Linked DNA regions of Mus musculus: all the other regions are linked to region 3. The links are chromatin contacts, called in public promoter capture Hi-C maps. All regions are on one chromosome and are shown on one strand. Each heading gives the region's core, a stretch centred on a gene start, on an enhancer-like site or on the middle of the called end of the contact. The rest is flanking DNA. Distances are from core to core; before and after follow the strand shown.

Region 1 (2,700 bases), core at 49-2,548, 590 kb after region 3:
GTAATTTGCTCAAGGTCACATGGGGAGGAGGCAGAAAGCAACTGGGTTTCTATCATGAACAATGGAAAGGTCTGGAACAGTGTTACAGCAAAGTTAGACTTGGAGCAGCTGTATCTTTCCCCATGGACTCAAATATTCTGAAAACAGAACCGCAGCTAGCTCACATTTGGGCTCTAGCATACCTGCATTTAAGTACATGTTAAATATATACCCACCTCGAATGGGCTATCCTCACCGTAAACCAGTGTTTTAAAGGCATCCAATCACCTGGTTCAAACCCAGGTTAGGGTACAGACGGGAAGTCCTGGACCCACTTAATGAGTGCTTTCTGTTCTGTATGACTGGGCAAGTGACCAGGCTTCAAGCTGAAGGTTTCGCTATGGTGAGAGACAATCTAACACGCTCCACAAGGATACAGAGGACATTTAGTAACTGCAAATAAGGTATATTAAATTCTTAAAACATTTAGGAGGGAAGGTGTCACAAGAAGCCAAAGGATTTTTCTTAGTTTCACAATTTCAGAACCCAATGCATTAGAACAAGACTGACACAGGTTCTATTTATAGAACATCAAAAGGATGGAAAACAGTTCATCTGATGGATATGCATGTACGCATACATATGAAATGAGAATGCCAGAGTAACTGTAAAGGACTCACAAGAGAATTCTTTACAGGGATAACTGTTCTTGGAGAAAAGGGCCTGGGCTCTGGGTCTCACGTTCACGGGAGGAGCTTGCCATGTGTGACCAAGGGCAAGTCACAGCTTCTCTGAGACAATTTTTTTCTCTCTAAAATGGAGCTAAATCTACTTCAAAGAGCTGTTGTGGAGATTAAGTAAGATCATGCGTGTAAGCTTGGCCATGCACCACAAATCAGCGATTATCACACCACCTTTGTGGGAGAGTTCTTTCTACAAAGAAGAGCCATTGTTTCTCCAGCTAGACCCCACTCACGAGGTCGGGGCGTGCAAGAAAGGTGCTTTAAACTGCCTGGAGTCAGGAGCTGCAGGAACCAAGCCGCAAGGCCCTTTCCATTTCCTAACCTTCCCTTTGGGGAAAGCACAGCCCCGCGCGCGTTCGGCGGCTACGGTCACGGCCCCGTCGTGGGTCTTCCCGGTCGTGGCGGCAGGGCAGCGAGGGCTCGCGGCCCGGTTCCACACCCGGCGTCGCATCAGCTCCCGCGGGCTCCGGCGGCCTTCCAGCCCGGCCTCCAGCCGGGATTGGCGCGCGAGGCGAAGGGGGGTGGCGGGGGCGGGGGCAGAGAGAGGTTCCTCGTGCGCGCCTCCTCGGCGCATTACGGTACCCTGGTTCCGCGCTCCAGCGGCCGGCCCAGCCTCGCGGTGGGGTCCGGAGAGCCGACGGGCGAGCGCGCGGGAGGGAGCGCGAACGGGAGCGCGAGGAGGAGGAGGCCGCCCAGCCCCGCGTCCAGCCCCGCGTCCAGCCCCGCGCCGCCGCAGCCATGGCGGAGCGCCGCGCCTTCGCTCAGAAGATCAGCAGGTACGCGGCGGGGAGCCCGGCCGGGCCCCCGGGGTGCGAGGGTGGGTGTGGCGCGGCCCACGGGCCTTGCCGCGCGGTCCCGGGCCTGCAGTCCGCGCCCCGCCAGGCCCGCAGGGCGTGCGGCAGCTCGGCGGTTCTTTGTGTCCGCAGTCGCGTCCTCCCCGGCGCTCCACGCCCACGCCCCGGCTCCGGGCGCCCCAACAAAAGGAACTGGCGTGGAGGCCACGGCGCTCACGCACCCGTCGCCACCGCTGACAGCACCCCGGACGCCCCGCCCGCCCCAGCGGCTCCGCACCCACGCCTGCACAGGCACACTGAGGCCGCAGTGCAAAGTTATGGGCTGCGGGACATGGGAGCACCCCACTTACCCGTGGGCTCGGTGGGCGTTCTTTCTCTGGCCCCAGAGGAAGATGGATGACCCGACCCGCACTGGGCTTTATGCGTGGGCCTAGGAGTAAACCACCCACCGAGGATAAGGTTCCCCAGCAGTTTACCTCCCTGTCCAGATAAAAAAATGGAAGGATGTTTGTAGAATTTAGCTATGGGATGTACTTATGGATAAGGAACTAGGCATTGTTTGTTTGTTGTCTCATTAAAGCCTTATTTCTGCGACTTAGGCTTAAAGAAAGGCAACATTCAGATGAAATTTTGTGATGGCTGTATATATTTCTGTGGTTCTGAATCTTTTTAGCTTGTTGATATTTGTAGAAGGTTTTTGGATATGTTGGAGAAAAGCTTTTATTAGTTTCCGGACCCCCACAATGTTAAGGCTTTTGGGACACTTTTTTTTTTTTCCCATTTAAAACTAACATCTCATTGCATCTCTGTCTTTGGCTAAGATCAGATGTAAATGAACCCTTTTTGAGTTTTAAAATATGTATTTCATATTCTTCTTAAATAAGTTCTTAGGAATATGGGTGCTACTGGTAGACTAAGATAAATTACAATACTGAGTGTTTTTAAAATCGGGACCTTCACCAGGTTGTTGAAATTCTCTTGCATGTTAGTTGTCTCATCTGAAAAATGGTAATAATGGTATCTAGCTTATTGGGTTGTCGTGAATTTTAAATGGTCATTTTTTTTATAAAGCACTTAATAGTGCATTGTCCATATTATCATTGAACATTTGTAATTGGGATTGGAAAGTATGAGTTTTTGTTTTGGGGTCTTAAGGCATGCCATTAAAGGACACATTTTGTACA
Region 2 (2,700 bases), core at 12-2,511, 900 kb after region 3:
TGCAAGAGCGGCATTTTAAAAATGAGGTGTCGGAAAAAATAGAGACCTCACTTAAATGTCTGGGTTTCTGGCTTCTCTGGGAAAATGAGCCGCTCCTGTCATATTCCTTCCTTTCACCGGATGAGGATAACCCAGCAGGCCTTAGTAGGCAGAGTCTGAGGCTGCTCTCCCTTGGGCCACAGACCCTCCCCCAACTCCTATTTGGGCTCCAGCACTGAGGCCATCATTCCCATTTGTTACTGCTATCATGAAAGCTTCGTGGAAATGAAGTCATCCTAATAACTATGTTTCTGTCGAAACGGAAATTAAATGTCTCTTGATTCAAATTATCTGTCCCATCTGGGTCACGATGTCAAAAATAAAACTCCTTGGGCTGCTTTCTGGGCATGGATTCTAGGAAGGTGGGCCAGGGGAGGTCACAGCTGGACTCTGGATACCTGCCAGCTGCCATCTCCTTCCCTCCCCCTTCTGTTGGTCCTCTCTGTGAGGGGTTAGGAGAAACCACTCCACTTCTCTTTCCAGGTGTTGGCCCAAGTGGTCCTTAGCTATCTGTCCATTCAAGCTTAGTAACTTTTAATTGGTACAAAGCTGCTGTGGAGATGGGTGTATGAAGAGAAGACGGATTTTTATGTGGAGCTGAAACATGGATTTGGAAGGAAATTGGAAGGGAAATGGCTTAGGAGACATCTAAGTCCTGTTGTGAACGACTCTCACACCCCCACACTGGGGCTAGGACCCCACTGCTCACAGGATCTCAGTTGTCAGGCCTTGGTTCGTGTTCTGATTTGGGCAGTTATTACCCTTACCCTGTCTGATACTGTTTCTCCACCATGGTGGGGACGGAAACGTCTAGACTCCAGAGTCTAGACAAACTTAGAAAAACGCACGGGGGAGCCCTGGGGAAATCTGGAAAGCGCCTTACACAGGCTGAGACTTTTCTGGTTTCTTTTCCAAAAGTTTTTCTTCTTAACTCTGTCCAAGGCTAAGACCCTCCCCTCGGTGTCGCAATTCTGCCCCTTCCTATACACCAAAGCCCGCGCCGCGTCAGGAAGGCGGGGACTCGGGTGGCGGCGGCGAGGATCCGGCTCCTGCGCTCCCAGTCCCGCAGCTGGCGCGGTAGGTGTGCCCACAGCTAGTGCGTCCCGGCTCCAGGCCCAGCCCGGCGACCTGAGGGCGCCCGGAGGGTGTGCGCGCCCGGGACAGCAGGGTGCGGCGGCGCGCGGTGCGTGCCGGACGCGGACGGTGCAGAGGAAGGAGGATCGTGCCACTGAAGACCGTGCAGCTGCAGCTGCGTGCACCCCGAAGCCGGGTGGGAGCTCGCGTTGCTCCTGCACAGCGGTCGCTTCCTGCCAGAACCCCGCGGTTCCCCAAGGTAAGTGGTCTGGCGTCCTCTCGCCCCGGACACACGCCCCGCGCGACCCAGGCTGCGCCCGCTGCGCTCCGCGACCCCTGCTAGCGCCGCGTCCCTGCAGAGGCTGCGGCAGCCTGAGCCGGGAGTCCGGAGGGTCGGGGAAGGAGGGTACCCGCTCTTGCTTTCCAGCTCTGGGTACTAGGGAGACCGTAGAAGGGGGATCTCGTCGTCCTTGAGACTCAGGTGGTGCAGACCCTCGCAGCTGTCCTCAGACGGACGCTGCGGTCCTGGATGCAGCTTACGGGACTGGGGGCGCCTCCCGGCTGGCTTACAGGACTACCTTAAATATCGCCGAGTCTCTTTCATTTTGCAAAACATCGCGCCTGTTCCCCAGCCCGCACCTCCCTCCTCCTAGGTGAAGTTTCTAGAGCTATGATGGGATGCGACCTTGGGCAGAGGGAGGAGGGCTGCCCTGCATCTGTGTGCTAGGCGCTGGCTGAGGATACTTTGCCAAGCCCATGTGCCTCTTGGTTAGCTCTCCTCCCCTCCCCATCTTCTTTAAGGTCAAATCTTTGACCCCAGAACTTTGTCGCTGCAGACTGACCAGTTACAGACAGGAGCTGAAAAGTCCATGCATTCTACGCTTGGCTGGAACCTACTCTCATCGTGCTACCCTGGGCTGCAGAAAACCAGACTACTACTTCCCAAGCATCCTGGGATACAGACTTGTAAGACCAGGGTGGGCATTTTCCAGGAGAAAGAGGCTATTCCATTTCAAGGATGTCCTCTGAGGCTTGTGCAAAGTCTTATGCAAACAGGACCAGGGGAGAATCACCTGCAGCCAGTGATGGGGTTACAGCCAAGAGAGAAGGCATCTCTAGTTTAAAGTGCAATCCCGGAGGACCTACCTGAGTAAACCAAATTGGGCTCCTTAGCTTCTCAAGACAGGGCACAGAAAAGCATGTTGCTTCCCAAGGAAGCAGAAGTGGGGTCCACTTTGGCATTGCCCTTAAAGTCCAGCCTCCTACCTCAAGGAGGCGTGATGTGTCTCAGGGACAGTGTGTTGTAGGAATGATGTAAAAGCCAGAGAAAAAGCACACACAAAAAAAGTTCAGAACCAGATATCAGGCAAGGTTTTCAGATACAAAGGTAAACAGAACCGTGCACTGGCTTCAGGAAGCTTGCTGTCCAATGACCAAGACGGAGTGAATCACATCACTCTGGTGTAGAATTCTGCTGCGTTCTCTGATTCTAAACTTGGGTTCCCTGAGAACTGGGGATGGGCTGAGCGTCAGAATGAAGGCTGAAAGCTAACTGGTTAGATGGTGGATTGACTTTCAGATGGAAGC
Region 3 (2,700 bases), core at 18-2,517:
GCATATGTATCAAAAGATGGCCTAGTCGGCCATCACTGGAAAGAGAGGCCCATTGGACTTGCAAACTTTATATGCCCCAGTACAGGGGAACGCCAGGGCCAAAAAGGGGGAGTGGGTGGGGAGGGGAGTGGGGGTGAGTGTATGGGGGACTTTTGGGATAGCATTGGAAATGTAAATGAGGACGATACCTAATAAAAAATTAAAAAAAAAAAAAGAATTGAAAGAACACCCTGCATTGTATTTAACCATACATTTTTAAAGCCACAGATCAACAACAGAAACAACAACAACAAAAATTACCTAAGGGGGTAGGGTTAATGAGGAGGGGGGTTCTCTGGAGAGGTCTTGTGAGATGAAATGAATATTGTTATTTGAACTGAGAAACAGAAAAAGATACGTTCCCTGGGTGAGTGATGAGCAACAAGTTCCAGTAGAATTATGTACAGTATGGTTCTGCAAGCATGTTATTCCAACAAACGAGCTTATGAGGAAATGCCATTCACTTGTTATTCAGAACAAAATTGCTATGCGAGCAAAGATCATTTCTAGTCCTTTCAATGTCCTTCCATCCTTAGAGTTCGGTTGGCAGAAAGCAGGAACCCACTTGACTAGAGAAGGTAGTCGGGGTGGACAAATGTGGGCAGGAGAAGGGAGGAGAGAGTGAGGGATACTACATTTTCGGAAGTCCTGTGTGAAACACAGTGAAACACGAGGTCTCACCGTGTTGCTCTGGCTAGCCTAAAACTCTCCAATGTAGAACAGGCTGGCCTGGAAACCTGAGATCCTCCTGCCTCTGCCTCCCAGTGCCACCATTCGGGCTATCTCCCCCTTAAACAGCAGGCGACTGCTGTGCCACCTGCAAGAGCAGCTCAGCAACTTTCTCAGGAGGCCACGCACAGATAGCAGGCACATCCCGACAAGGGGCCAGACCGTCAAGTCCCAGACTTCTTTTTCCTGCTAAGGTACCCTCGGGACATCAGCCTCGGGAGGGACAGACCCACAGGACGGCGGGGACAGGGTCGCCGAGGCCAATCCGGCCAGGCCGCGTCACTTCTGCAGGACAGCCACACGCCGGGGATCTCGGGGATGGGCGAGACCTCCCAACAAGCCCCCGAGAAGCCCGCTCGAGCCGGCTGCCGGGACCTCCCGACGCCTGCCGCCTCCAGACCTCGGCAACCCCAGGCTCTTACCAGCCTCTGCTCTCCAGAATTGGCGCCCGCAGAGAACCAGCGAATGCGCCTGCGCACTCACAGCCCGAGGAGCACGCGCGCTCCCAGCGGCGCTCACGGGAGCGAGCCCGTAAGGCGAGGGGGCGGAGTGGTGGGCGGAGTCATCGTGGAGGGGCGGGACTGGGAGAGCTAGACTGCCACGTTGCGGGAGGCGGGGTGCAAGCCCTGGAATTCGAGAAGCCTGGCGGCTGGGGTTAGGTCAGGGGCAGGTGGAAAGCCCCTTGCTCCTCTTTCCCGGGACCACGGCCAAAGCTTGAGCGGCTGCTTAGCCCACGGATTCCTGTGAGGGGCGGCTCCTGCGCTCTTCGCACTGGCGAGCCCTTGGCCAGTCCTCATCCCGAGTGGCAGGTCTTCCTCCTGGGTCAGTGCCCTACAGCAGCCAGCCTACTTTCTTAGAGCTAAGCAAAGACTACTTGCCCCAGTAAAGTTGAGAAGTTACTTCTAGTGAGAAACCGTTTCTAGAGCCTCTGGGTTGAGCCTATGAGCAGCAATAGCTACACACGGTGACATTCTCACCTCTAGGGAGGCTGAGGCAAGAGGATGGAGAGTAAGAGGGTCAGCCTGAGATACACAGCAAGACCCTGTCCCTGACCCGCCAAAAAAAAAAAAAAAAAAAAAAAACTCCGTCCCAGAATAGACACTACATGCCCCATCAGGCAACTTGAACCATCCGTTCCCACATTTGCCAAAAATAATATCCCCCTCCTTCCCTCACACCCTGCTTTTGATTTGTGCCATTTTGTAGACACCAACTCTGACATAAGTGAAAACAAATATTGAGTATTGCTGGGGGAGGTGAATTGGGGGTGGGGGAAGAAGTATGTGTTACCTGTGTGTACTTGAAGAGATCAAAGGTCGATGCTGGTGTCTTTCTCTATCCATCCCCACCTTACATTTTGAGACAGTCTTTCACTCAACCTAGAGCTCACCTGTTTGACTACACTGGAGTCTCTGCTCTCACAAAATTCTCTTCAAAAAGCATTTCCCATGCAAAAAAAGAATAGAAAGCAGCACAATGAAGTGCACACTGTCACATTAGTAGTATACACACCACAGTCCATGGGAGTTAAGACAAGACTTGGACTCGGTGTAAACTATTAACTGTCAGGAAAGGCTTCTTCCTGAATGAGCCACCTTAGCTTTGAAAGAAAAATCAGACACAGGTGATAATGGATGTGTCAGAGGGAAAAGTTATGGTTAGACCAGGGTGAGAACTAGGAAGGGTCAATGGGACAGGGGATGTGTAAAGGTCTTTGTAATGTAGGAAGTGTGCAGGACAGCAAGGTTAAAGGAAAGAATATTATGGGATGGTCCCCAAGGTAGTGTGTTGGGAAGCTTGGAATCGACTTGGAAGAAGATGCTACACTGTAGTGAATTTGATGTGATGTCAACACAACAAAATACTAACACTTGTGTGCCACTTGTGAATCAGAACCTAGGAAAGATGCTGGAGCTAAAGATAGAACGTTTT
Region 4 (2,700 bases), core at 2-2,501, 790 kb after region 3:
AACTGGACAACTGGCAAAATTTCCCATCTTATCTGCAACTTAAATTTTTGTCTCTTGGCCCCTTAAATGTTCTTGATGAAATGACCTGTTAGGAATGATAAACCAGCCTTCGCAAAACTGTCAGACTTCCCCCAAGCACTAATGACTCCGGAAAGGTGTCTTCCTGGGAGCCAGTGAGAGAAAAGTCATCAGCCAGCTCAAACAGCGGCCGTCATCTCGGCCAGCCACCCAATCTGGGACCCTCTAAACAGCCAGCCAGCACTGATGGTCACCAAGAGCGCGACACTTTCCCGGGTGCCCAATCTTATGTTCTCCACGTCCCTTCTCAGAGCTTTCAGTCAAAAAAGCCTCTCCAGAACTATAACCCAAGCTTCGCACAATGAACTTAGCCCTAAGTCTTCTTGACCAAATGACACCGTGAATCCTCAGTCCCACTACTTTTCAAATCTGTGTACAATGATAGGATTCAACTCTTCTTTCAAGAAAAACGTGAAACAATAAAAACAAACTCTTGGGCGCAGGGTTAAGACACGTGGCGCCGTACACACTTCTGGAGAAACTGTAAGTCAAGAAAATGCGCGGTAAAATTTCGCAAGCCCCGACCCAGGACACTGCGATCACAAACATCTCTTCTCCCGGCCAGCCTCTCCCATTACGAAAGGCGTGGGCAGAGGGGCACTTGGGTCCTGGGTGTGCCACCCCGGGGGTCGCCGCGCCCGCCGGCAGTCCCTCGCAGCGCAGCCCGAGCCTAAGGGGCCCTCCCCACCGTCAGCACCTGCCGCGCAGCCCCGGGCCCTGAACCCCGGGCGCTCCTTACCCGGTCATGGCCCTTCGCGAGTCCGCGGCGCCGCCGCCGGGGAGACCAGCCGGGCAGAGTGCGGGCGCGACAGGTGAGCCCGGCCGCCGTCCCGGGAGAGGGATCGCTGGTGGGCGCCTCCCGCGGGGGAGTGACCATTCGTCCGCGGAGCGGGAGCCGGGCCGCCGCTCGGTCCTGCCCGCCGCGGCACCACTACATCCCCGGCGCAGCCCGGCCGGGAAGGCTACGGGCGCACAGCGGTGGCGGCGCTCCCGAGCCGCAGGGTCCCCGCACGGCCGCCGAGGGGGAACTTGGCGCGTTTTCCTCAGTCTCAGGACCCCCGCGAGTGAACCCCCGCCCGCGCCAGCGTCGCGGCTGGAGGTGGCGTCCACGGAAAGTGCCGGTTCTCCTCTCCACGTTGCAGAGGCGCGAAAGGCGCGAGCCGCCGCGCGACCGCCCCTCGCCCCCGGCACGCTCGGCTCCGGAACCAGCTGGAACGGTAGTTCCTCCCGGGGCCTAACGGGTTCTGCAGTTTAAACAGCGCAGGCAGCGGCACGGGCAGCTCGCGCGGGTCCTCGCAGAGGCGCGCGCTGCGCAGGAGGCCGGGCTGGCGCGCAGGAGGCTCACTCGCTCGCTCACGCCCTCTTTTTTTTTTTTTTTTTTTTTTTTTTTAATTCTTTTTAAACATTAGCACTCGCGAGTTGAAGGGGAGGGAGCTTACGGGTCGGGAGATGGGACAGGGAGTGACTGGGACAAGCCCCTTCCTCAGGTGCTCAAATGCGCCAATCCAGGCTGAACAATTTCCAAAACCTCATTCCTCCGCCCCACCAGGAAGAGCCAATCAAAAAGTACCTATACGAATAAAACAATTAGCCGGCAGAGAAGACAGTCTGACCAATAAAAAAAGTACAAGGAACGAGGCCCAGCCAATCCCGGGAGAGCATACGGCGCCCTGGAGCGGCTCTTTGCAAGCTCATTGGCGCTCCAGTGCGCGCTTTCTCTGCCGAGGTTAGGGTTCCGCTTTCCGTTTTGTTAGCATGGGGAGGTGGCGAGCCCGGAGGGTGTGGCTTCTGGGCCGAGGCCCCGGTGCAGGCCCGCCTCTTTCTTTCTTTTTTTTTTTTTTTCTTCCCCCTCCTGGCGTGCCCTCTCCGGAAGGGTTACCAAAGACGCTCGGAAAATGGCTGATGCGCTTTGCTAGCTGCTCGGCGCCCGCTGGGCGTCCAGTTTACCGAGGAAGCCGCGGTCCACCCTATCTCAAGTTGTGCGTTAAGAATGAGCACTGCCTTAGCTAGACAGTGCACAGCCGAACGCCTTGGAGCCTCGGGTCCTTCTCCCCTCTCGCAGGCTGCACAAGGGTTTTAGTTCTCAGGCTGGTCTCGCGGCTGGAGCTTCAACGGGTTCTGGCGCGAGCCGGTACCGAATGACCCACAGGCAGCCGCACAGCCTCACCCGGTTTGGGCTTGGTTCTGTATGCTCTGTCTTTTGTGAGATGATCTCACAGTGCGGTACTACAGCTGATGAGAACTCAGTACAAATCCGTTCAAGTGGGGTTTTTTTGTTGTTTTTTAAATGTCCACTGTGTGCGTTGCCCTGTTTAATGCCCATCGTGAGTTGGTCTGTTGAATGGCCACGGTGTGTGTTGCTCGGTTTAGTACCCACTGTGTGCGTTGCCCTGTTTAGTGCCCTCCGTGTGTGTTGCCCTGTTTAATGCCCTGTTGAACTATTTTCAGCATGGTAGGGATAACAAGCGAAGGGAATGTACTCCATGATCTACAGTCTACTGAAGACCGAAATTAAACTGGTGATTTGAAATAGTGTAAATGGTAGATTTTTTTTAAAAAGGTAACCGTTTGGTCGTTTCGATGGGATAATGAAGACTGACGTTTCAGCAGACAGTTCCAGGA

The links. Promoter capture Hi-C pulls out the DNA fragments that hold promoters and counts their contacts. Capture Hi-C pulls out chosen DNA fragments and counts their contacts.
Region 1: a contact with region 3 is called in a promoter capture Hi-C map of liver. The contact joins the promoter of Dock7 here to the promoter of Alg6 in region 3. A contact is called at or near these places in 1 of 39 promoter capture datasets (cranial neural crest) and 1 of 9 other capture datasets (liver).
Region 2: a promoter capture Hi-C map of adipose tissue shows a contact between it and region 3. The contact joins the promoter of Kank4 here to the promoter of Alg6 in region 3. A contact is called at or near these places in 1 of 39 promoter capture datasets (cranial neural crest) and 1 of 9 other capture datasets (adipose tissue).
Region 4: a promoter capture Hi-C map of liver shows a contact between it and region 3, with 4 times the contacts expected there. The contact joins the promoter of Usp1 here to the promoter of Alg6 in region 3. A contact is called at or near these places in 12 of 39 promoter capture datasets (the 3T3-L1 cell line, the C10 cell line, the HPC-7 cell line and 7 more), 5 of 484 Hi-C or Micro-C datasets (B cells, the G1E-ER4 cell line, erythroblasts and 1 more) and 1 of 115 datasets of contacts at active chromatin or transcription factors (memory CD8 T cells).

Annotation. Positions count from the first base shown.
Region 1 is chr4:99,119,523-99,122,222 of GRCm38.p6, reverse strand. It overlaps Dock7 (dedicator of cytokinesis 7), which reads left to right and starts at 1,298. Exons shown (of 50, transcript NM_001369286.1): 1 at 1,298-1,498. The coding sequence starts at 1,461.
Region 2 is chr4:98,816,098-98,818,797 of GRCm38.p6, reverse strand. Kank4 (KN motif and ankyrin repeat domains 4) reads left to right here and starts at 1,261. Exons shown (of 10, transcript NM_172872.3): 1 at 1,261-1,372. I0C0044D17Rik (RIKEN cDNA I0C0044D17 gene) reads left to right here. Exons shown (of 3, transcript NR_151512.1): 3 at 1-323.
Region 3 is chr4:99,714,197-99,716,896 of GRCm38.p6, reverse strand. It overlaps Alg6 (asparagine-linked glycosylation 6 (alpha-1,3,-glucosyltransferase)), which reads right to left and starts at 1,267. Exons shown (of 15, transcript NM_001081264.1): 1 at 1,191-1,267.
Region 4 is chr4:98,922,361-98,925,060 of GRCm38.p6, reverse strand. Usp1 (ubiquitin specific peptidase 1) reads right to left here and starts at 1,251. Exons shown (of 9, transcript NM_001301414.1): 1 at 818-1,251.